Linked DNA regions of Danio rerio: region 2 is linked to region 1. Evidence: chromatin contacts called from public HiCAR-type data. All regions are on one chromosome and are shown on one strand. Each heading gives the region's core, a stretch centred on a gene start, on an enhancer-like site or on the middle of the called end of the contact. The rest is flanking DNA. Distances are from core to core; before and after follow the strand shown. Region 1 holds the start of lgr4 (leucine-rich repeat containing G protein-coupled receptor 4). Region 2 overlaps lgr4 (leucine-rich repeat containing G protein-coupled receptor 4).

Region 1 (3,422 bases), core at 493-2,992:
AAGACATTTAGCTCGAATCACAGTTATTTTATGAGATTATAATCTTGTCTTATTAGGTAATCACATCACATTTAAATGTTGTGTGCATATTGGGGGTTTTATTAAAAAATATCCCCTGCATACTTTCTATATGGATTGGAAAAACTTTTCACCTCAATAACGACTCAGAATGCAGACTAGGCATGGGACGATAACCATTTTCAAGGTATACCGCGGGTTGGAAAAGTCAATGTTTTACTACTGCCAAAATATTCTGCTATAAAGTTCCTAAAGTATGTGTACTTTTTTGTTTGTTTACGTTTTAAATTTCTTTTTTAGGACAACAGTATCTCCAGCATAAAAGATCTCCAAAGATGCCATTTTAAATTGTAAAGAAGTGTTTGTTTTTGAAACTAATGAAGACAGTAGAAGTCAATGATTTATTTAAATTATTCAGCCTGACATGTTTACTGTTTCAAAATATTTTACGTGTTTCTCAAATTAAAAAATATTGTGTTCAAGGGGATTTTTTTGTTTGTTTGCTTTATTTACTCGGATATTTAAAAAGAGCATATATTAGAAAAGTAACCACAATACCGTGAATCTGTGATACTTTTATATAAGGTTATCATACCGTCAGAAAATTATACCGGCCCATGCCTAATGCAGACATAACCTTTTAATTCATAAAAGCCCTCCATGTTCACCAAAAATTACTCAGTGTAAATCTTTCAGCCATAATCTTAAGAATGTGGTACTGCTTGCTGGTAGTAAAGTGATTATACATGTCTGAGTCACAGAGGAGTTGATCAATGTTTGATATTACATGATCACTGATCTTGACGTATGAAAACATTGTTTTAAAGTTGCTTATGGCTGCTTTATGTAACTGCGTTTACGTGACATTATTTTGCCGATTTGATACAAGGTGATATCGGTCATTCAAAGCATGAAACTCGTGTAACATGTGTAGCGCTAAACTGCAGTGTGCACTTGTTCCAGGCATGCACTTGATTGTTAAAGGTTACTGTGGTTACTTACAGGTAGTAGGTGAAAGCGCTGAGGCCGGTGGGGACGCTGGTCAGTCCCCGTCCAGAGCAGTCCGCTCCTCCGTCCTCATCACAGCGGCACAGCGGAGAGCATGTGGCCGGAGTAGACTGTCCCTCTCCCGCAGCGGCAGCCTGTCCCCCTACACACAACCCCAGCACCAGCATCCGGACGGCCAGCAATGCCATTATTCTCCTGCTTTTTACCCAAAAGACCCTCGAAGGCAAATGCGTGGCGCTTGTTTCGCCCACAAACAGACGTGGTGATAGTTCCTTCAACCTAAGAACAAGTACATTATCAGACTCCCAGAAGACTTTAGGTTGAATTCGCAGATTTAGACACGGTGAGGGCTAGTTAACGGACTACAATGAAGCCACAACATGTCTTTTTTATGTGTGCGAGTGCCCCAAAACAAATGGTTTAGCTACCTGCTTTTCTTTCAGCCATGGCTGGTGTAAGTACTTAACGTTAAGTGCTCTTACCTAATGCCCGCGAACGATAAGCAGACCGAGCCAGTCAACGGTCATTCTGCGCGGAGTCTCGAGCCTCACACCTCCAAAAACAAAACAAACACCTTTAGATTAGATTCCGGGGTCGAAACAATCGGGGCTCCAGATTGCCGTGGTTCGCTAAGCGTCCGCTTCCAGGAAAACACTCGCAAACCGCGACGAAACACGACGGGTTACAACAGTATTTTCACTCTCTCTCTCTCTGATTTGTTTCCTGTAGAAAACACGGTCAGCTCTCCGTCGAGCCTCACGTTTCCTCTCTCTCTCTCTCTCTCTCTCTCTCTCTCTCTCTCTTCGCTCTCTCTCCCTCTCTGCAGGATAGCCAGTGAGGTGCTGAATATGGTAATACAGACCTACATATTAATGATTTTACGACGTCAGCTCTATAGAATGAAAGTGGGGGCAACTTGTGACTGTTAAATATTCAAAACCTACTGTATATTTAGCCGCGGAAACAAGAAACAGTGCTATTATTTTTACTACTATTATGAAAAGTAGCAACATATGTTTTTATGTTACTTAACATAATACAATAAAATATGATTTTAGATTTAGTTTTTAAAGACAAGTAAAATGTAAGCAGATTTTTAAGACAATTTAATAAATTGTGTAGAAATTACTTGTAAGTATGACTTGTAAAGTGAATTTGATCCAACTAGCATATATAAATACAGAAATTATTAGTGTGTGAATCAATAAAACAGTATTTCTAAAAAAAATAAATAAAAAAAATAAGGCCATTTACCTGTGCAACTGTTAAAATAAAGACTCCAGGTTAATAAAATGAAATTCAATAATCTGGATTCATGTCTATCAGAATCGTGGGCATTATAAGTTCAGATTTAAAAAACGAAACAATTGAGATATTAGATGATTTTACGAAAAGCGACTGTGTTTCCACCTGTATTTCAGTACCCTTGGTAGAATGCCAAAGAAGACGACAACACTGAATGTTTAAATCACTGGCTCACTTAACACTAATGATATCATGTTTAAGATAAAAACTAAATGTTTAATTTACAAAACATTTATGTTATATTCTGTGTATTATACCAACATTTAATGTGTGTGTGTACATGTATATTTTTACATACAGTGTATATGTAAGTATACAGGTAAGTCGAAACTCTCCCAAAAATTACACCATCACACACGTTTTGGTGATTTATGACCACTGTATTGTTTTTAAACCCTTAACACCACTAACTTTATCATCTTGCCCTAACCCTACCCCTAACTGTCACAGGGAACCTGTGGCCAATTTTAAATGTGAAAAGACCCTGCTAAGAATGATTTATAAGATTTGAATTATGAGGACACAGGGCATGTGCTCATACCTCAACACTTAATACTGAGGTCATACCCATGTCATAATATAAATTACCTCGTAAACCACCAAAAACCAATACACACACACACAAATACATCTTAGATTTGGTCTGTGTCTGAGTTGAATTCATTTTTGTAACTCCACACCATAGTTTGAAAGCAGTCCGAGAACTATATATTCAGCAATTGAAGCAAACTCATCATGTCTGAGGACACTCGTACATTGCATTTAAAATTCAAATTTCATCAGCTCTTGCATTCTCTTGGAGATGAACCCATAACATTAGTATCAATACTGTAGTGCCCTGAAAAAAAATTACACCATCATCTAGTACACCATTACCAAGATACAGCATCATCCATATTCTCTGGACCTCTGGTTATAGGTCTGTACAGATTGTATTCACAAAAAAAATCTTTCTAAAAATCATGTGTGCAAGTCAAAAAAGCATTAAGTGACCCATATATGGGTTTCTACATGGGAAAAGATTTCAGATGAGTCAGACGCGACCAAGACATATACAGTATAAACAGCCACAACTGAACCCTTACAGAACC
Region 2 (3,422 bases), core at 302-2,801, 63 kb before region 1:
TTTAATACACATTCTCCAAAAACTCTCACAGAGGATTCCAGATATGCCAGAAATTAGCAGATCTCTGACGCAAGTCACAAGTACATTTTTTCATGGGTAAGAAAAAACCATCAAATTCAGCCACACATTGATGAAAGAGACATTGAGGGGAGGAGAAATGCAAAAGAATACATTTTATGCCCATTTTTAAAATAATTTCAAATATGCTATGACTTTTGTTCTAAAAAGACATTTCTTTTTTCTTTCCTAAATACCAGTAATTTTTTGTGAGAGAAAGTGAGAGTAATAATAGTTACTCTAATAATGTTTAACTGATTTCTTTTATCTTTGCTGTGATGACAGTACATAATATTTTACAAATAATTTTTCAAGGTTACAATATTCAGCTTAAAGTGCAATTTAAAGTCTTTACTAGGTTAATTAGGTTAACTAGGCAAGTTAGAGTAATTATAAAAATCATTGCATAACAATGGTTTGTTCTGTAGACAAACGAAAAGAAAAATTGTATAAGAGAGCTATTAATATGGATTTATCTTCTTCAGAAAAAAATACATTATAGCCAAAAATAGAAAATTTTCTTGCTCTTTAAAACATAGTTTGGGAAATATAAAAAAAAAACACAGAAGGGCTAATAATTTTGACTTTTACTTTTTTTTTTTTTTTTAGGGCTACCAGAAGCCTTGTGCCTATTATCTCTGATGTCAATTTTATTCTACTTTACTCTTCTATTCTATTTCTTTAAACAAACAATGCATTTTTGAAAATGACCTTTTTTTCTGAAAAATCCCAGAAGCTTCAGTGCTTTACATTTTTGTTGAAAATCTTATTTTTGGACAAATCCCAGAAGCTTCAGTGATATATTTGTCCTGATAATTAAGATGTAAAATTAAAGCCTGAATTAAATCTGTTCATCTTAGATAATGAGGAAGACTGACTAAACTTGATTTAAATTTAGTTAGTTTTAGTTAGTAGCAAAATGACTTGAAATTAACATCAGGAGAGTGTGCATATATTGTCCTTGCATTGAAAGTCCAGAAAGCTCTTCGACAAACACGCCGTTGTGAGAGTGCACATATTGGAAATAACAGTGTTCTGTCAAGTAGGTGCTAAAACATCAGTTAGCGCTCAGTTTCTGAACACAGTTCTGTTAAAGAAACACAAGACGTTTCCATGATCTCACTACACTGGCCTCTCTTTTCACACAGCCCAGGTGGGAGCCCTGGGCCCTCACCGGGGCCCCTTCAATGGTTTTATGAGAAAAGGGGACCACACCTTTCAGGCCCGAGGGCTTTTGACTGAAATAAACAGTGCTGTGTCAAATACTGTAGATGCTTGAAAGAGCTGACTCAGTGTTTATATATTCATCAACGAGCGTGCGTTGCATATGACTTCACAAGGCTTACGGATATAGTGCGCAAGTCATGTGGAGAATTTTCTATTTCTACTTCCTATTCTAAATTAGGACACTGAGATTTGTAACGGGAGCCAATCACAGGGAGGAAGGGCTTGATGGGTAATAACGGTGGGGTGGTGACTTCCTGTTTATGAATGGCTGACACTGACTAAGCTATACTCTCCCTCCCCTGAAGATTATACAATTAAGCACACAAAAGGCTGGATCATGCGTAGGTGTAGATCTCAGTTAGAACAAGAACTGCGCTTTACAGCCTTGCCACTAAAAGGTGAACAAGCATAGAAATGAAATAAGGCAACATACATACATGCTCTGTTACCTGCTGTTAACTGCTGAGGGATCATCACACAAACATAACTGAACTGACCTAACAGGAGCGATATCTATAAGTATTTATTGAAAAAAAAAAACCAAATTTATATTATTATACAAAACATGCAGTGCTCCTGAACATTCAAAGCTATTTAAACCAACATCCACCATATTGAATTCATCTGTATTTTTTTTACCCAGGCTCATTCTAATTCCGTACACCAATTACATTTCTGGAGATTGCCAAATACATCCAAGGAGCTACAATTTTTGCAGTTTTTGTTTTCGCAAATACGTGTATGCTTTTTAAGATCTCAAATTTCTCTTGGGAGTGCCATTCACACCTGCCGTTCTTGCATAAATCCACTAGAGTCCGCGGTCGACTGACTGACTGACTGACTGACTGATCCTCTCAACCACCCACTTTCCCTAAACCCAACTGACAATGTTGACAATGTCGCGGCAGCCTGTTTTTTTACCATGTTTTTAGATTTTTACTTTTAGACAGCAATTTAAAATGCAGGATTATATGTTCATGCGGGGTAACTGCAATATTAAAAGAACATATTTCAAAGCTGTTATGCTTATTGTTTATATTTGTTTATTTACTGCTAAGTGTATTTCTAATAAATAACTACATAAGAATGTTTGCATAAGAGTTCCGACTTTAAGCTGTAGAGCTAAATGTTCAAGTTTAATCTTGTTAAGAATTTACTATCGATCTTTATTTAATAATGTAAAAAACCTATTTTGAAAAACCCACACTGTATAAAAAATCTGTAATTTTACGGTTTATTTTCGGCAGCTGGGTTGCCGGAAAAAAAAAGTAAAATAACGGCTGATAAATTACAAAATTTTACCAAAAATTTAAATATAAGTAAATATCTGTAATTTAATGTCTGCTATTTTACCGTAAATTTCTATAATTTAACGCATGTTATTTACTGTTTTTTTCCGGCACCCCAGCTGCCAGAAACAGATTTTTTTATAGTGTAGGAAAGGTTTGAGGGAATCATTGGCAAACTAGTATTGTGGATTTTGACAAAGTGACTTCCGCACACTACAGCATCAATCTGCCTATAAAGTTGCATAAAATGTTCAGTTTAGCACTTCTGTTATCAAAATAAAGGTAGAACATAAAGTACTTATACAAAGACATTTAAATCTATATTGTTGTTCAATAAGTCGATATAAACCGAATTTGCTGCAGACTTTTATTTATGATGAATTTCCAACTGAAATTAAATACGGAATAGGGACTTGAGTTTAAAATTTCTGCATTTAGTCTAATCTTTTACTTAAAGCAAATTAACATTAGAGGGCTGTGGCTAAGCATATTTCGCCCAAGCTCTGAAACTGACATTATCAGAGAACAACTGCAATGGAGTATATGCATAAGGACTTTTAATCTTCAGTACGCAGCTCAAGTGCTTCCAGTGAATTTTCATGCCATTACAAAAACGCTGTGTTTAAGATTTGATTTCTTTACAAATCAATAATCTTCACTGTCTGATTGAGATACAATAAAAGTGGGTCTCAGACAGGACAGGAAGCACTGAATTAAATTCCATTGTTCCGCGTCATGTCTTTAAAATATTTAAACTTATTTTAACACAGTATTTTCAATGGAGTTTCTGCACTCGCCAGCCACCTATCTTTTATTTCTGATTATATATATACAACTGATTATATTTGA

Evidence for each region. HiCAR-type assays count read pairs that join an accessible place to other places.
Region 2: a contact with region 1 is called in a HiCAR-type map of caudal fin, with 5 times the contacts expected there. The contact joins the enhancer-like site here to the promoter of lgr4 in region 1. A contact is called at or near these places in 9 of 18 Hi-C or Micro-C datasets (caudal fin, embryo, hematopoietic stem cells and 2 more) and 2 of 4 datasets of contacts at active chromatin or transcription factors (caudal fin and embryo).

Annotation. Positions count from the first base shown.
Region 1 is chr7:32,416,307-32,419,728 of GRCz12tu, reverse strand. lgr4 (leucine-rich repeat containing G protein-coupled receptor 4) reads right to left here and starts at 1,742. Exons shown (of 19, transcript NM_001353862.1): 1 at 1,509-1,742; 2 at 1,021-1,305. The coding sequence starts at 1,214.
Region 2 is chr7:32,479,165-32,482,586 of GRCz12tu, reverse strand. All of the region lies in intron 5 of lgr4 (leucine-rich repeat containing G protein-coupled receptor 4), which reads right to left. Among named protein-coding and RNA genes, the nearest start is that of lgr4, 63 kb to the right of the region's middle. Within about 2 kb of position 1,551, at least 8 of the 62 cell types and tissues checked have an H3K27ac peak or open chromatin away from gene starts, as enhancers often do. A contact at or near this core is called in caudal fin, where this site is marked.